3 separate regions of the Mus musculus genome follow, and all the other regions are linked to region 1. A link is a contact called in public ChIA-PET and HiChIP or PLAC-seq data. All regions are on one chromosome and are shown on one strand. The core of a region is the stretch at or near the end of the contact, and the rest is flanking DNA. Distances in the headings are between cores, read along the strand shown.

The links. ChIA-PET counts read pairs in DNA pulled down with a chosen protein or histone mark. HiChIP or PLAC-seq counts read pairs in DNA pulled down with a chosen protein or histone mark.
Region 2: a contact with region 1 is called in an H3K4me3 HiChIP or PLAC-seq map of bone marrow-derived macrophages, with 5 times the contacts expected there. The contact joins the enhancer-like site here to the promoter of Emc7 in region 1. A contact is called at or near these places in 15 of 39 promoter capture datasets (the 3T3-L1 cell line, 3T3-L1-derived adipocytes, the C10 cell line and 10 more), 2 of 15 datasets of contacts at CTCF or cohesin (CD8 T cells and the NIH/3T3 cell line), 53 of 484 Hi-C or Micro-C datasets (the 3T3-L1 cell line, 3T3-L1-derived adipocytes, the 63-12 cell line and 38 more), 28 of 115 datasets of contacts at active chromatin or transcription factors (the 230-238 cell line, CD8 T cells, DN3 thymocytes and 17 more) and 3 of 9 other capture datasets (adipose tissue, liver and pancreatic islet).
Region 3: an RNA polymerase II ChIA-PET map of memory CD8 T cells shows a contact between it and region 1, with 142 read pairs. The contact joins the enhancer-like site here to the promoter of Emc7 in region 1. A contact is called at or near these places in 1 of 15 datasets of contacts at CTCF or cohesin (embryonic stem cells), 1 of 484 Hi-C or Micro-C datasets (CD8 T cells), 5 of 115 datasets of contacts at active chromatin or transcription factors (the SCID.adh cell line, effector CD8 T cells, embryonic stem cells and 1 more) and 1 of 9 other capture datasets (adipose tissue).

What each region holds. Positions count from the first base shown.
Region 1 is chr2:112,453,157-112,458,050 of GRCm38.p6, reverse strand. It overlaps Emc7 (ER membrane protein complex subunit 7), which reads right to left and starts at 3,026. Exons shown (of 5, transcript NM_133749.2): 1 at 2,751-3,026. The coding sequence starts at 2,983.
Region 2 is chr2:112,391,192-112,396,085 of GRCm38.p6, reverse strand. The region is part of intron 1 of Katnbl1 (katanin p80 subunit B like 1); the gene reads right to left. Among named protein-coding and RNA genes, the nearest start is that of Katnbl1, 14 kb to the right of the region's middle. Within about 2 kb of position 1,920, at least 10 of the 459 cell types and tissues checked have an H3K27ac peak or open chromatin away from gene starts, as enhancers often do. A contact at or near this core is called in bone marrow-derived macrophages, hematopoietic stem and progenitor cells and peritoneal macrophages, where this site is marked.
Region 3 is chr2:112,507,885-112,512,778 of GRCm38.p6, reverse strand. All of the region lies in intron 1 of Aven (apoptosis, caspase activation inhibitor), which reads right to left. It also overlaps a transcript of Chrm5 not described here. Among named protein-coding and RNA genes, the nearest start is that of Gm22676, 9.5 kb to the right of the region's middle. Within about 2 kb of position 2,413, at least 39 of the 459 cell types and tissues checked have an H3K27ac peak or open chromatin away from gene starts, as enhancers often do. A contact at or near this core is called in CD8 T cells, effector CD8 T cells and memory CD8 T cells, where this site is marked.

The DNA of each region.
Region 1 (4,894 bases), core at 1,777-4,276:
AGCAGAGGTGGTAGTAATTTCTATGTTAGTTTGGCTTTCATGCATTATAGGATAAATACTGCTGAGGCTGTAAGCTCCAGGGTACTGCATAATCTGATGTTTCTTTATATCACGATGAATAGACTGTTTTAATCCTTTGATTAAACTCTATGTGAACTATTCTAATTTTGGTGCATATTCTGCTCTTTTGTTTTTGGAGACAAAAGTCTTACTATATAACCCAGGATGGCCTCAGATTCATGATGCTACTGCCTCCCTCCCAAGAGCTGGGACATAAGTGTGCATATTACATCCAGTCATCTTCTATTTCTTTATAGACACTGATAACAACCTCAAGACACTTTTGTTTGAGCAGAGGGGAAAAAAAAGAAACTGATGACTATTCAACACAAATAGAACCAGAATTACTAAATGAAAAAGCAAATCTCAGCATGCTAGGAGATACCTGTAATCTCACGAGGAAGTGAGCACAGGAGGACGTGATTGTATGAACCACAGTGAAACTATGTATTTAAAAAATATTCAAGGGCTGGAGAGATGGCTCAGCAGTTAAGAGCACTGACTGCTCTTCCAGAGGTTCTGAGTTCAAATCCTAGGAACCACATGGTGGCTCACAACCATCTGTAATGGGATCTGATGCCCTCTTCTGGTGTGTCTGAAGACAGCTACAGTATTATAAATAAATAATTATTTTTTAAAAAGTCACAAGTAAGTAGTATATAAGCTTATAATTTCAAAACAAAATAAAACAAAACAAAACAAAACAAAACACCTGGCAACCACCTAACTGTCCAAAAGCAGAAGACTGGAAAAGCGAGTTGTGATTTATATGCACATTATGATATGAAAAGTGGCTTAAGTGCTCTTTAACCCACTTCCTCTCACCTCCATTAGTAAAGTTCCAAGCTACTTCCCTAGAAACCAAAAATATAGTCAAACTTGTGTGCTGGTTATTCAAAAAAATAAGACAAATTACCAAGCCTATTTCCAACAACACTATCACCATAAGCCGGTCAGTGGTGGCGCATTCCTTTAATCCCAGCACTTGGGAGGTAGAGGCATTCGAAATTCTGAGTTCAAAGCCAGCCTGGTCTACAAAGTGAATTCGAGGACAGCAAAGGGCTACACAGAGAAACCCTGTCTCAAAAAGCCAAAAAATAAAAAGCCTAAAAACAAACAAAAAAAAAAAGACTATCACCATAAAAACCACATCGACTCTCAATTAGCCCTCTATATGAATATAAGAGCATGAATAAAAACATGTTCATAAATGTTAAATGAAAATTATGGTCTTATATGCTTTACTCTTAAAGACAAGTCATATGATTCTACAGAGTCAGAAAAAAATTTACTATAAAACATTAAAGGTTATTATCTTTCTGTTGCATCTTTTAAAAAGAAAATATCTTATTTATATTTTCTTCAATAAACATTTATTTATTTGTACTTGGACCTCTTGCATACTAAGTCCCACCACAACACTGTACCACCAGCTTTTTTTCCTTCTTCTTTGAGACAGGGTCTCAACGAAATAGTTCAGAGTACCCTTTAGCTTATGGTCCTTCTGCTTCCGATTCCTGAGTAGCTGAGATGCTAGGTCTATGTCACTGTGCAAGGCTAAACATATCTAACAATCTATATTAAGTTGTAAAATATCTTCAAAATAAAAATAGGAGGTTTTCAAATGTGCTGCATACGGCAGAAGTTGACTACTCAATTAAGCCTTACCTCCCACATCCTAGTGGGAATTTATTACTAATGAAACATTAATTAGGACAAAATTTAAACAATACCCTAATGCCAAATAACATTAAAATATTGGTTGTCAACTTGCCATTATTTATTAATCTGAGGTTGAATATCCCACAAGGGAACATCAACAATCTGCAGAAATAAGCAATTCAAGTTGAAACATCCACATTTAAGATGTATGGTTGAAGTTGGTCTATAAAGCCAGCAAAGAAATATTTTCTTTCAACTCATAGTTTCAACTCCAAATACTGATGGCAAAATTTAAAACATATTCGTGGCTTGAAGAATGAAAACGGACTGCTGACAAAGCATTAAGAAATTCAACCCACCTTCCAATCTAAACATAAATCACAAACTCTTAAGAACAAGAAAAGAACAACTAGGCGTAAGGAATCTCGAGTAACCCTGGTCTGACTTAAATGACGACTATGATATCGCAAATCCCTCGATGAATTCAATTGTAAAAAGAACAATAATCACAAACTCGGGCCCCAAAAAAGCACTCTTTGATTAGGGACTTCTGGGCCCATTAATTTTAGAAGCAGGACCATTAGCCTTACAGTCTATGTCATCACTGGGAGCCCTTTGGGCTTTGACAATTCCCACTTGTTCAGCATCTTTCTACACAACACCAAGCTATCAGAAGAGTGACATGGAGAAAGCAACTAGGTTTCAGAAACACTAGACAAAATGCAAAGCGGGTAAAACCCAACAGATAAATGAGACTCCCCTGGGCCCAAGTATGATCTGTCTCACACTGGAGCCAAAATACGGCTACAAATAAATGACCGCATAGGTCTCGGGCGCCTGGGACCACTGTCCGCCATCCTCGTTGCTGAAGTACCTGACTGCCTCTCAAGGTCTCCCAGCACAAACCGTTAGTGGCGCCGGTGCCTTCAGTTTCTGACAGCTACACTGAGGGTCCTGACAGCTGTCCTAGCTGGATACCCTTCCAGCGTCCGCCCCAATCGCTTTCCTGCTGCCCTCGGGATGCTCACTTAAGGAAGCCGACATGCTCTTCTCCGTCTACCAGCACTCGGGCCGCGGAGATCCAGTCCTGAGGCTTCACCCCCGGAACAACCGCACGTCCCTCGATCTTAAAACGATCTCCCAGGCCGACCCCACTACCTCCCGGGCCCTCGGCAGCAGCCCCAGGCACCTCCGAGCTGTGGGCATCTCCTGATAATAACAGAAGCAGGACGGAGAAGAAACCCCACAGAGCACCCGCCATGACAGCAGCTCTGAGGAGTCAGGCCTACGGCCCGGAAGTCCTACCCCGCCGCAAGGCCGCTAAAGCTGCCGCCACCGTCGCCAGCCGATGTCGTCATCATCCCGAGCCGGATCCGGCCCGGAGCTTGTCCACGCCCCGGAGAGAAGTTGTGACCGCTGACTAATCAGGAGAAGGGGCGCAGGATCAACGCTCCGAATGACCCAGGGCTGGGGCTTAAAAGGTGGCGAGGCTTTTAAGTAAAGATGCCAGGGCATGTAAGGCGAAGTAAAGCTGGCAGAGAGTTTTGCTGTGGCGTCCACAGTTGCAGGTCTTATCGTGGGCGTAAAGGACCATGAGACCGAGAGGAATGAGGATCTGAAGTGTTGAGTGCTGTGTCTGTAGCTAACAACATTCAGACATCGACCCTATCACTTTCTCAAGGTTCTTGCTAGCTCTAAATAGTCTCCTTTCTACCACATATCTCCGTAAAAGACCCTGTGCACTCTGCCTCCATAGAAAAGTTAAAAAAAAAAAAAAAAAGAGTGAAGCTCCCGATGGAGAGTGGAAATGCAGACAATTTGGGCTGAAAAGGAAAACAAAAAGTTTTTTAAAATCTATATCAAAAAATGGTGATCCATGTTTAAGTTCGCGGAGAATGTTTATTTTCATTCTGTGTTAATGCTTTGGTTTTTTAACAAACAAGGTTGCAGACTGAGAAAGTGAAGCACTCACTATAAATGGTAAATAAAATACCTAAGACACAGACAGGGCAAATGGCCAGACCACCAGAAAACAGTTACCTTCGTAAAGCCATGCCGCGTCTAGCATCCTTCTTCCAGTTCTTAATTCTTATTTACCAAGAGTGCCGCAACCCTGCTTCGTTTCTCACTGTTTCGTTGGCTAACATATTCTTTTCAGAGTTGATGCTTACCTGCCTTAGATAACTCAGTCATTGAGCAGAGGCCTAAATACTGTAAAAATTCATCCATCTTCTCTTCTACTAATACTCTTCTACTAATTCTCTTCTATTCAGTTTCTCTGGTATAGAGTTTTTCTTGCTACAGAAATTAATACACCTAACTTTATGCATGTTTCTAGTGGTCTCTATCTCCATCCCTTGACTCTGTGCCCAGAAATAGTCTATAAGCAAAAACATAAAATTAAAAATATACATATATGGGGGTAGAGAGATGAGTCGGCTGTTAAGACCACTTGTTACTCTTGCAGAAGACCTGAGTTCAGTCCCCAGCCCCCACACTATAGCTCTTCAAATTCCAGGTGATCTGATACCTCCACAGGCTAGTTCACATACATACATACATGTGAGCAACATCCATATACTTGATATTAAATAAATATAATATGCAACATAATGTATATTTATTTGACACACACTATTATATAAATAGTGCTTATTATATAAATAAAACCAGTATGTTGTGAATTCCTCCCCCATCGTGAGTTTTTTTTTAGATAGGATTTCATACTACAGTCCAGACTGGTCTTGAACTTTATCTGTTCTTCAGCCACTGAAATGCTGGAAGGATTGACATAAATTGTGAGCCATCACAATTACCTCAATATGTAATTTAATTAAAATTAATGTGTTATAATACATATAAATATATAAATGTATGCAGCTATAATGCATCTCTATTTTACATGTATATATTTGTACACCATCTATCTAATAGCAAACTACAAATGCAGTTCTTCATTTTGCCCTTTTTCCCTAATGTAGCTTGGAAAAAAAAATCTCTGTTTTTGGTCTATGTTTTATAGACAGGGTCTTATACCATAGCTCAGTCTGCCCCAGAATTCACTATGCAACCCAGGCTAACCTCAAACTTGTGGCAGTTTTCCTGTCTCAACCTCCCTAGTGCTAGAGCTAGTGCTGCTCTTGGCTGTAAATTATCCCAATGGTATATAAAT
Region 2 (4,894 bases), core at 671-3,170, 61 kb after region 1:
ATATACAGAGAAACCCTGTCTCGAAAAACCAAAAAAAAAAAAAAAAAAAAAAAAGTACAAAAATTCTTCAAAATAATAAAAAATGCTCAGATGATTCTGCAGTTCCAACAGTGGGTACTTATCCAAAAGAAACAGTTCAGTTTGCCATAGAAAACTGTACTTCTCTCTGTTTACTGTAGCACTATTCACAATAGCCAGGAAATGGAAATAATCTATTTATTAGTGAATGAATAAAGAAAATGTGGTAAATATAAGCAATGGAATACCACAGAGGATGAAGTCTTACAACTTATGCCACCTGTATAAAAACAGAGATTTTGTAAGTGAAATAAACCAGAGACAAAAGGACAAATAACTTGTAATTTCCTATGTGGAATCTACTGAAGCTGACCTTACAGAGGCTGAGAGCAGAAGGAAGACCTGGGCTGATCAATAGGCTCTAAGTTGTAGGTAAATATGAGATACGAAGTTCTGGGATAGCAGAGTGACCGTAGGTAACAATTATGTACTGTGTATCTCAAAAGTCAAGCAGAAGAGATTCGGAATATTTTCACCCTAAGGAAATGGGTAAGTGTTCAAGGAGATATGTGCAACCTGATTCAACAACACAAAATGTGTACATGCATTAAAATAGCACGTGTACCCTGTGAATGCTTATGTTACAAGTCTGTTTAAAAGTATGTTTAATTAGTTAAAAGAAATTACCAAACTTAAGTTGGGGATGGAGACACAGCTCTTATGGTAGAGTGCTTGCCTAGCATGCTTGAGGGCCTAAATTCAATCCCAAGCATTGTAAAACAACACAACACAGCTTTAATTAAAGTTATTGCTAGAGGGACTATGGGCCATCTTCCATCTTCTCAATAACTTACTTTTTTTCTATTTTCTAAAAGTATGATTTTTTTAAATGCGATCAGTCCTTTTAACTTTTCCAAAATTAGGACAATATAATCTAATTTTCTTACTTCTGCCCACTTGCTTCATTTTTTTTCTCTTTGTTTTCTCACTTTGAACCGATTCCCCTGTGCCTGCTTTCAAGCATGCTCCAGTTTCTCCTATCAGCTCCTATACTCTTTCTGTTTTCCTTTCCTGCCAAATTTCTACAATGAGTGCTTTTTAGCTTCCAATTGGTCTTTAACCCTTTACAATTTTGCCTTATTCTGTTTTCTCATGTGTAAGTCTATCGCTTACAACTATATGGGAGCCAGGAATAGTGACAGTCTATAATTACAGTACCCTGGAGGCTAAAGCAAGAGACTGAGAATTGTGAGTTCAAGGCCAGTCTGGACTACATAGTAAGACTGTCTCAAAAGGCAAAACAAGACAAAACAAAACAAATAACATCAAAGAATGAAAAAAAGAAAAAAAAATGAAAAAGAAAAACAAATTACCTTCCCCACTGCAATAAATAAAACCCCTACCAGAAACCTTTTAGCAGTCGATGTTCAATGGAGAGCTCCCAGGCCAATGTTAAGGCTATTCCTTCATCACTAGTCAGCTGTTTCACCAGTCCATGATCCTCAGCTTCCCACACAACTCTGCGGACTCTCCTTGCTCACTTCCCTTCTTTGAGTCACTTTTCCTTCAACAACTCTTTTCTCCCTACACGAACATTGAGGGGGCATGTTTTCACAGACTCAGTTACTTTTCTAGATCTAGGCTCTGTTGTAACTTTTTCTGTACCAAACTGGTTTCCACACCCACCACTAGTTTTTAATCAACATGTCTAAAACAGATCTCTTCAATTGTCAGTTCAATAATGGTACCTCCTATCATACTTGAATTACTAACAACCAAAATTCTCTCCAACTAGAAACTGGGGAGTTATTTTTATTCTTCTTCCTTTCCTTTCACCAAGCCACTAAGATTCTAGAATCTTCCATCAAAATATTTCCTAATTCCATTCTGACTTCCCTTTTCTACTGTCAGAAAAGCCCCATCACTTCAAGCCTAAAATACTGTAGAAATGGGCTGGAGAGATGGCTTAGAGAGTTAAGAGTACTGACTACTCTTCCAGGTCTTGAGTTCATTTTCCAGCAACCACATGGTGGCTCACAACCATCTGTAATGGAATATGATGCCCTCTTCTGGTGTGTCTGAAGACAGTGACAGAGAACTCTTATACATTAAATAAATAGATAAATATTTTTTAAAATACTGTAAAAATAATTAGTTCTTTGTTTCCCACTACAGGTCTTCTCCTGATCCCTATAAATCATCCTATGTAATAACAACTATAGTGTTTATGGAGAAAATACAAATACAGAATTTTCCAAAGTTATGTTTTGAACTGGCTGGTTTTGTATGTCAACTTGACACAAAGTCCTCACAGAGAAAGGAGCCTCAGTTGAGAAAATGGCTCCATGAGATCCAACTGTAGGGCATTTTCACAATTAGTAATCAATGGGGGACACTATGGGTGGAGCCATGCCTGGGTTGGTAATGCTGGGTTCTATAAAAAGACAGGCTGAGCAAGCCAGGACAAGCAAGCCATAAGCAGCACTCCTTCTATGGCCTCTGTGTCAGGTTCCTGACCAGACTTCTTTTGGCGATGAACAGCAATGTGGAAGTGTAAGTCAAAGAAACCTTTTCCTCCCCAATTTGCTTACTGATCATGGCGTTTCATCAAAGCAATACTACCCTGACTAAGCCAAGTATAAATTACATACATTTTAAGGATGCCTTACTTTGTTCAAGTAAACCTGGTTACACTGCATGTTAAAGTATTTATTGGAAATCTAGTATACCTAAAAGGTTCTGAGACATTCAATTATGTTCTTTAGCTCTGATTCCCAGTCTTGGCTACCAGTGTCTTTGGACTCGCACACACACACACACACACACACACACACACACACACATATATATATACACACACACACACATATATATATACACACACACACACTAAACTATCTAAGCACAGAACACCCTCATTATCAGGTACCATACTATTGGGGTACTTTTTATTTCTTATTTTTTTAAGAGTGAGAAGCCAAGAACAGTGGTTCATACTTATAGTTCTAGGTTTTAAGAGGCAGGAGAAGGAAGATCAGGAGTTTAAGGTCATCTTCTACTATAGAGCAAGTTTAAGACTAGCCTGGGCTGTAAGAGATAATCCCTCAAAAAAAGAGGAAATACACATGAGGAGTCCCTGTTATTTCTAATGGGGCAGGAGGAGGGCTGGGAAGGAAATGCACCACTACAGTAATGTTAAGTAATCTCGTAAGAGATCTGCTGGGTGTCAGGCACTGACCTCTCTGTGTGCACACACAGACATAAATACATACATTTGTACTTTTTTTGTATAGATGAGATGAATTTGCCCTAAAATCAACAGCAAAAATGCAAAGAGTTGGGGTTGGAGTCTAGGGATTCTCTTCCTACTGTTTCTAATCTTAACTAATAAACCACAATGTCTCCCAATTAACAGATGTGAATACATATATAGATGATATATAAATAAACCTTCTAGTTCATGAGTTTGGAGGGCCTTCTATTCTGAATTTATTCTCTCAAATGTAAAATATAAATAATATTGTGACGATCAAAGTGAGATTATATATATTATTGCTATTAACATTCATAGCATTTACATAAAACATAAATATGTATGATTTAGTGTTTGGAAAGCAAATTGAACACCACCAGAAAGCCTATGAAGTATGATCACATCTTGTCCTGTCACATTTGGATTAACTAAATAATTTACCATCCAAACCAAGACACTGCTGGGAATGAGAGGAGGCATCATGAAAAAGCTTGTTAGGACAACAGGCACAAACTAAGTCTGTCCCGTGCAATCAGGATGTATGGATGTTTGGCCTCAGTCAGTTCTAATGTTTACTGTCCTACATCTATTTTTTTGATCATTTCTTTCTATAAAAATTATCAACTAATGAACTATAAAACTATAGAAACACAGTGAATAACTACAGACATATATAACATGAAAAAACTTCAACTATATTGAGCTAAGTGAAGGAAACTAAAATGTAAAAGGCTATTTTCATGACATTCTAAATAGCAAAAATATAAACTGTGGAAGGAAACATATCAGTAATAAGCAGGGAAAAGTTCTCTCCAAAGGAATAAGAAAATTTTGGGGGTAGAGAGATGTTACATACTTTACTATAGTAATGATTGTGCTACTATATGGAAGTGACAAGTCATAGAAATAGTATCTTAATAACTGCCTTTAAGGAAATTGGGAAATAGCACTGTTGTGTAGCTTAGTGGTAGAAAATCTGCAAGAATTTGGCTCAATCCCCAGCACATAGGAAAAAATAGAGGAGAGAATTTATGGCTTTTCACTATAGCATGCTCATACATCAGGCACTTGCTTGATAGAAGTAACGGTGGGCTCAGACCCACTGTCTTCCCTTTAGGAAACCAGTCTATTCTTGAGTCCTGACAGTTTCTGAAATGTTCCTTAAAACACCCAGAACACACATGCGTTCTGAATGGAGATTACCAAAGCCAGACCAACTGGTTCTAGTAGTCAACTGTGTGGGCTGGATCAGACTGTGTAGACCAAGCTGAACATGCCCTCAGTGCCCTGTGTATGCAATGGCATGTGGGAGTTTACAAAGCTCAATCAGCAGACACCTCTGGGCTCCTTCCACGCTCTCTCAACTCTCTGGGAACCTTACTGCTCACTGTGTAGTAGTATGGGCCACAGCTTACTGAGTAAAAACTAAAGACTCTCTTAAAACTTAAAAGACCGGTGCAGTTTAAAGACCAGGTTCAAAAGAACCAGGCAGAATTTTCCAGCTTCCACCTTTAACTATCCATGTAACTTGGGAACCAGCTGTTTTAGTGTTTTCATGAATAAAAGTAAAAATGTTTATTTATATAATTTGCCTTGACTTAACTCCAAAAGAATGAAAAACCT
Region 3 (4,894 bases), core at 1,164-3,663, 55 kb before region 1:
TCGACGCCCTCTTCTGGTGTGTCTGAAGACAGAGACAGTGTCTACAGTGTGTGTAGATATAGTAATTAAATAAATCTTTGAAAAAAAAGAAAGAAGGAAGTTGGCCAGCAGATGGGTTTAAAAAGAGAGAGAGAGAGAGAATGTCATTAAGAATGAGCTGGTAGCCGGACATGGGGGCGCACTCCTTTCATCCCAGCACTCGGGAGGCAGAGGCAGGCGGATTTCTGAGTTCGAGGCCAGCCTGGTCTACAGAGTGAGTTCCAGGACAGCCAGGGCTACACAGAGAAACCCTGTCTTGAAAAAAACAAAAAAGAAAAAAGGAAAAAAAAAAGAAAAGAAAAAAAGAATGAGTTGGTAATACCACTTACTGCTTGATAGTGATATTATAAATTTCTAATGTTCTCATGCATTAGGTACAAACAGTCAACCTTAAGTGAAAAGATGAAAGATCTGGAAGCTGGTTCAAAATGGTGTGTGGAGGGGCTGGAGAGATGGCTCAGAGGTTAGGAGCACTGACTGCTCTTCCAGAGGTCCTGAGTTCAATTCCCAGCAACCACATGGTAGCTCACAGCCATCTGTAATGACATTCCATGCCCTCTTCTGGTGTCTCTGAAGAGAGTAACAATGTACTCATACAAAATAAATAAATCTTTAAAAAAAAATGGTGTGTGGAGAGGAATGGCGGCCAGAAATAAACTACTCACATGACTACTGCCAAGATGGGAACGGAGGAGTAGCAATTCGTTATTCAGTTAGCCTATGTGGTGTTGTATATTTGAAACTTTCCATAATAAATGAGGTGATATTTAAAGAAAAAAACGCTTGTAAAACGTAAATACTTAATTCAAAAAAAGTCCAAAAGGTTATAATATCCTTATCAAGAAAAGAAAACTAGTGAAATATATTCAAGCCAACTATTTATATACAAGTGTTAAGCATGAATTTTTGAAAAATCCAACTAGCTGGGTATGGTAGCACATACTCAAAATTCCACCATCCTCATGAATTGGAAGTAGCCTAGATTACAAAGTAAGGCCTACGGACGGGGGATGGCTTCCTGGAGACAAAGAGTCAGCTTCCTTTAAGGCTGTGGCTCCTGGTAGGCTCACCATGCTCCGCTGGAGAGCCTCACTATCAGGAGTTTATGCCCAAAACCTAGGATACCCAAGATATAAGATACAATTTCCTAAACACATGAAACTCAAGAAAAATGAAGACTGAAGTGTGGACACTATGCCCCTCCTTAGAAGTGGGAACAAAACACCCTTGGAAGGAGTTACAGAGACAAAGTTTGGAGCTGAGATGAAAGGATGGACCATGTAGAGACTGCCATATCCAGGGATCCACCCCATAATCAGCATCCAAACGCTGACACCATTGCATACACTAGCAAGATTTTATCAAAAGGACCCAGATGTAGCTGTCTCTTATGAGACTATGCCGGGGCCTAGCAAACACAGAAGTGGATGCTCACAGTCAGCTATTGGATGGATCACAGGGCTCCCAATGGAGGAGCTAGAGAAAGTACCCAAGGAGCTAAAGGGATCTGCAACCCTATAGGTGGAACAACATTATGAACTAACCAGTACCCCGGAGCTCTTGACTCTAGCTGCATATGTATCAAAAGATGGCCTAGTCGGCCATCACTGGAAAGAGAGGCCCATTGGACACGCAAACTTTATATGCCCCAGTACAGGGGAACGCCAGGGCCAAAAAGGGGGAGTGGGCGGGTAGGGGAGTGGGGGTGGGTGGGTATGGGGGACTTTTGGTATAGCATTGGAAATGTAAATGAGCTAAATACCTAATAAAAATGGAAAAAAAAAAAAGAAAAAAAAAAAGGAGTTTATGGGCAGCACCAATTGGACTCAATAGATTACTGGGGTTGAGGGGAGAACAGGGAGGTGGGGGAGGATCTGGAAGGGGTCAGGGTCAAATTTAAGGGATGAATATGATCAAAACACATTATGTGAAATTCTCAAAAAATCAACTAAAGTATTTTTAAAGCACTTTACTAACACAGAAATGTAGAAGATGATGAAGATGAAAATTAAGATAAAATTTAAAACCCACATTTAGGCTACTTGTATAGTACACACAAGGACCTACATTCAAAGTCCCAAGTACCACCTAGAAAAACCCCTTTCATCACCTAGAGAGTACCAAAGGACACATATTCCCAGTTCATTCCTCTATTATATTAATACATTTTATTTTTTGGTAACCAATTTTATTAAGTCAGCATGTCTACCTTTCCATTTCAATACATTTCATTTTCTATGTCTCACACACACACACACACACACACACACACACACATACACACACACTCACACACTGTTGAAAGGGCTGGTCCTGTTCTGTTTCTGAGAAAATCTTATCATGAAGCTCAGGCTCTCAGATTCAGATGTTTCAGCCCGCCCTCCCCCCACCCCCCAGCACTGAGGTCACAGGCATATGCCACCACGCCCAAACCACACAGACTACTTCTAGACCCACGCCCTCCAAAACAAACTCCTTTAAAGCTTATTTCTTACAGCAAGTTCCCAATGGGTTCTACCTGCCCCTTACCCTACATCATTAGAAGCTACCAGCACACGCTTTCTTTATATTGTGTCAATTTATTGACAAGGCCTGGCCTGGGAGCATGCAGAAGAGTCCATCTTCTGTCTGGCTTTTTCCTTGCTTTTCTTAAATTACTTATAGATTTGTTTTTAATTTCCAATGTTGCTTAATGCTCAGTCAAATAGGTCTTGACTAAAATATACTGTATGTGGTCACCTGAACATAGTTACAACACATCAGTTGACAGACAGACAAAAGGAAACCCCAGCACAACTAACAATGTGAACTGACAGAGGGCTGAGTGGCGGGTCTGCCCACTCACAGTACAGATATGACCCCATTTCTATTTAGGACATTTCTGCAACTTTACTTTGGTCATCAACCATTCACCCAACAAATTTCATATTAGTCAATAATTCTCACCTAAATGAAACTGCATAAAGTTTCCTAAAAGGATGGACTAAATAGGCCTTCCAAGATCTCTTTCAGCCCTCAAATATCATAAGTCTCACTATAAAAACAAGAAAATTCGAAAAAATAATAATAATTAGAGGCAGGTGGATTTCTGAGTTCGAGGCCAGCCTGGTCTACAAAGTGAGTTCCAGGACAGCCAGGGCTATACAGAGAAACTCTGTCTCGAAAAACAAAAACAAAAAGAAAAACAAAAAAAAGAAAATGGCCATTTATATCAAAATCTAGAGATTACAAAATGTGGCCTGAAGCCTAGAGGCTGCCATCTCTATAAACTTCTGAAGGCCCAAAGATGCTGGCTGAGTTAAGTTATTTAGTGAGTGAGATCTGCTAATGAGTGACTAATACCAGAGACTGATGAGGGCTTGGGGGCTAGAACGAGCACTCAAAGTGTGAGCAGGGTTAGCGTGGGAAAGCCTAATATTCTTTTATTGTCCCATGGAGTAAGTTCATAGAAGCTTCTCCAGTTAGCTTGAAATCTCTAAGCAGCTAAAGCACAAGGTAAAATGTATACCTGAGCAAGATAATGATTCTGATATAAAACACAACTGTGACCTGAGAGCCTGCTGCTGCAGTAAAACCAACAGTGAAATGAAAGGCAGGAGACCTGGGGAGAACCGAGGACCCTGCAATTGCCACTATTCCAGAGTCCCTGAGCATTCATAACAGACTAGCCGCCTGCAGACGAACGACTCCCTGACCCCAAATTAGAGGTGCACCAAACTAGTATCTCATTGCTCCGACTCAAATGCAAGGGCCACAGGAGCCCCCATCAGAGGAGAGTAGAAAGAAGGATAATACATAGGAGACATTTGCTTCCTTATACAAACATGGACATAGCAAGCAGACACAGTACTACATAAACATGGTGTTTTTATGATGCCATCATGTCAAAGCTAAACTGGTCATTTTCACAGTAATACTTTGTACCTGGATGCTGGTCACTGGTTTCAGTGTTCATAAAATAACAGAAACCCAATTAGGTTACTTATAAATCAAAGTACAGCTGAGCTATTATCCTGCCCAGTGGCAACACAAAAAACAACAAAGTTCCACTGGAACACACAGAGGGGCTCAGCTAAAATGAGGACTGTTTTACATGCAGCTTTTCTAATAGTCAAGTGTCAATTTGACTTCACCTGCTCTACAGAATGGAGATGAAGCAAATCCTCAAGATGGGCAAGCTAAAACTCTCCATTAGCCGGGTGTGGTGGTACACGCCTTTAATCCCAGCAACTCAGGAACAACAATGACAAAAGACAAATCAATTTTCCGCTAATAGTGAATGGTGTGACAACACTTTTCTTCTCAAAGCAGTAGAGGCAGCAATTCTTTGTACACTAATACACAAACACCACCAGGAGACAAGGATTTAGTGAAGGTCTCTGCCACTTTTGAACAACGATCACTGGCTCCCAATGTCTGGTTAACATACCTCTCTTTCCTATCTGAGACCAATCCAGAATTATCTTTAGGGTTCACATTTCCAGTGATAATCTCAAGGCAATTCAGACTCCTAAAATGCAACCACCCCAATTTTTCCAGCCACCCCCCTGTTCAACAGCCACTTCTATCTTTTAAAATAATTGTTGCAGCTGCACCCCACTCCTGAAATAATTTGTTTGGAGAGACTGGAGAGATGGCTCAGCAGTTAAGAGCACTTGCTGCTCTTCCAGAGGATCTGGACTTGGTTCCTAGGAGCCAGGTTTGGCTCCCAGTACCCACAGGCAGCTCACAACCACCTGAAGCTCTAGTTTCGAGGAATGCAAGGTCCTCTGTGGCCTCTGTGAGCACCTGCACATATATGTATGGTACACCATGCTACATATTTTGGCATATACACATACTCATAATAAATAAA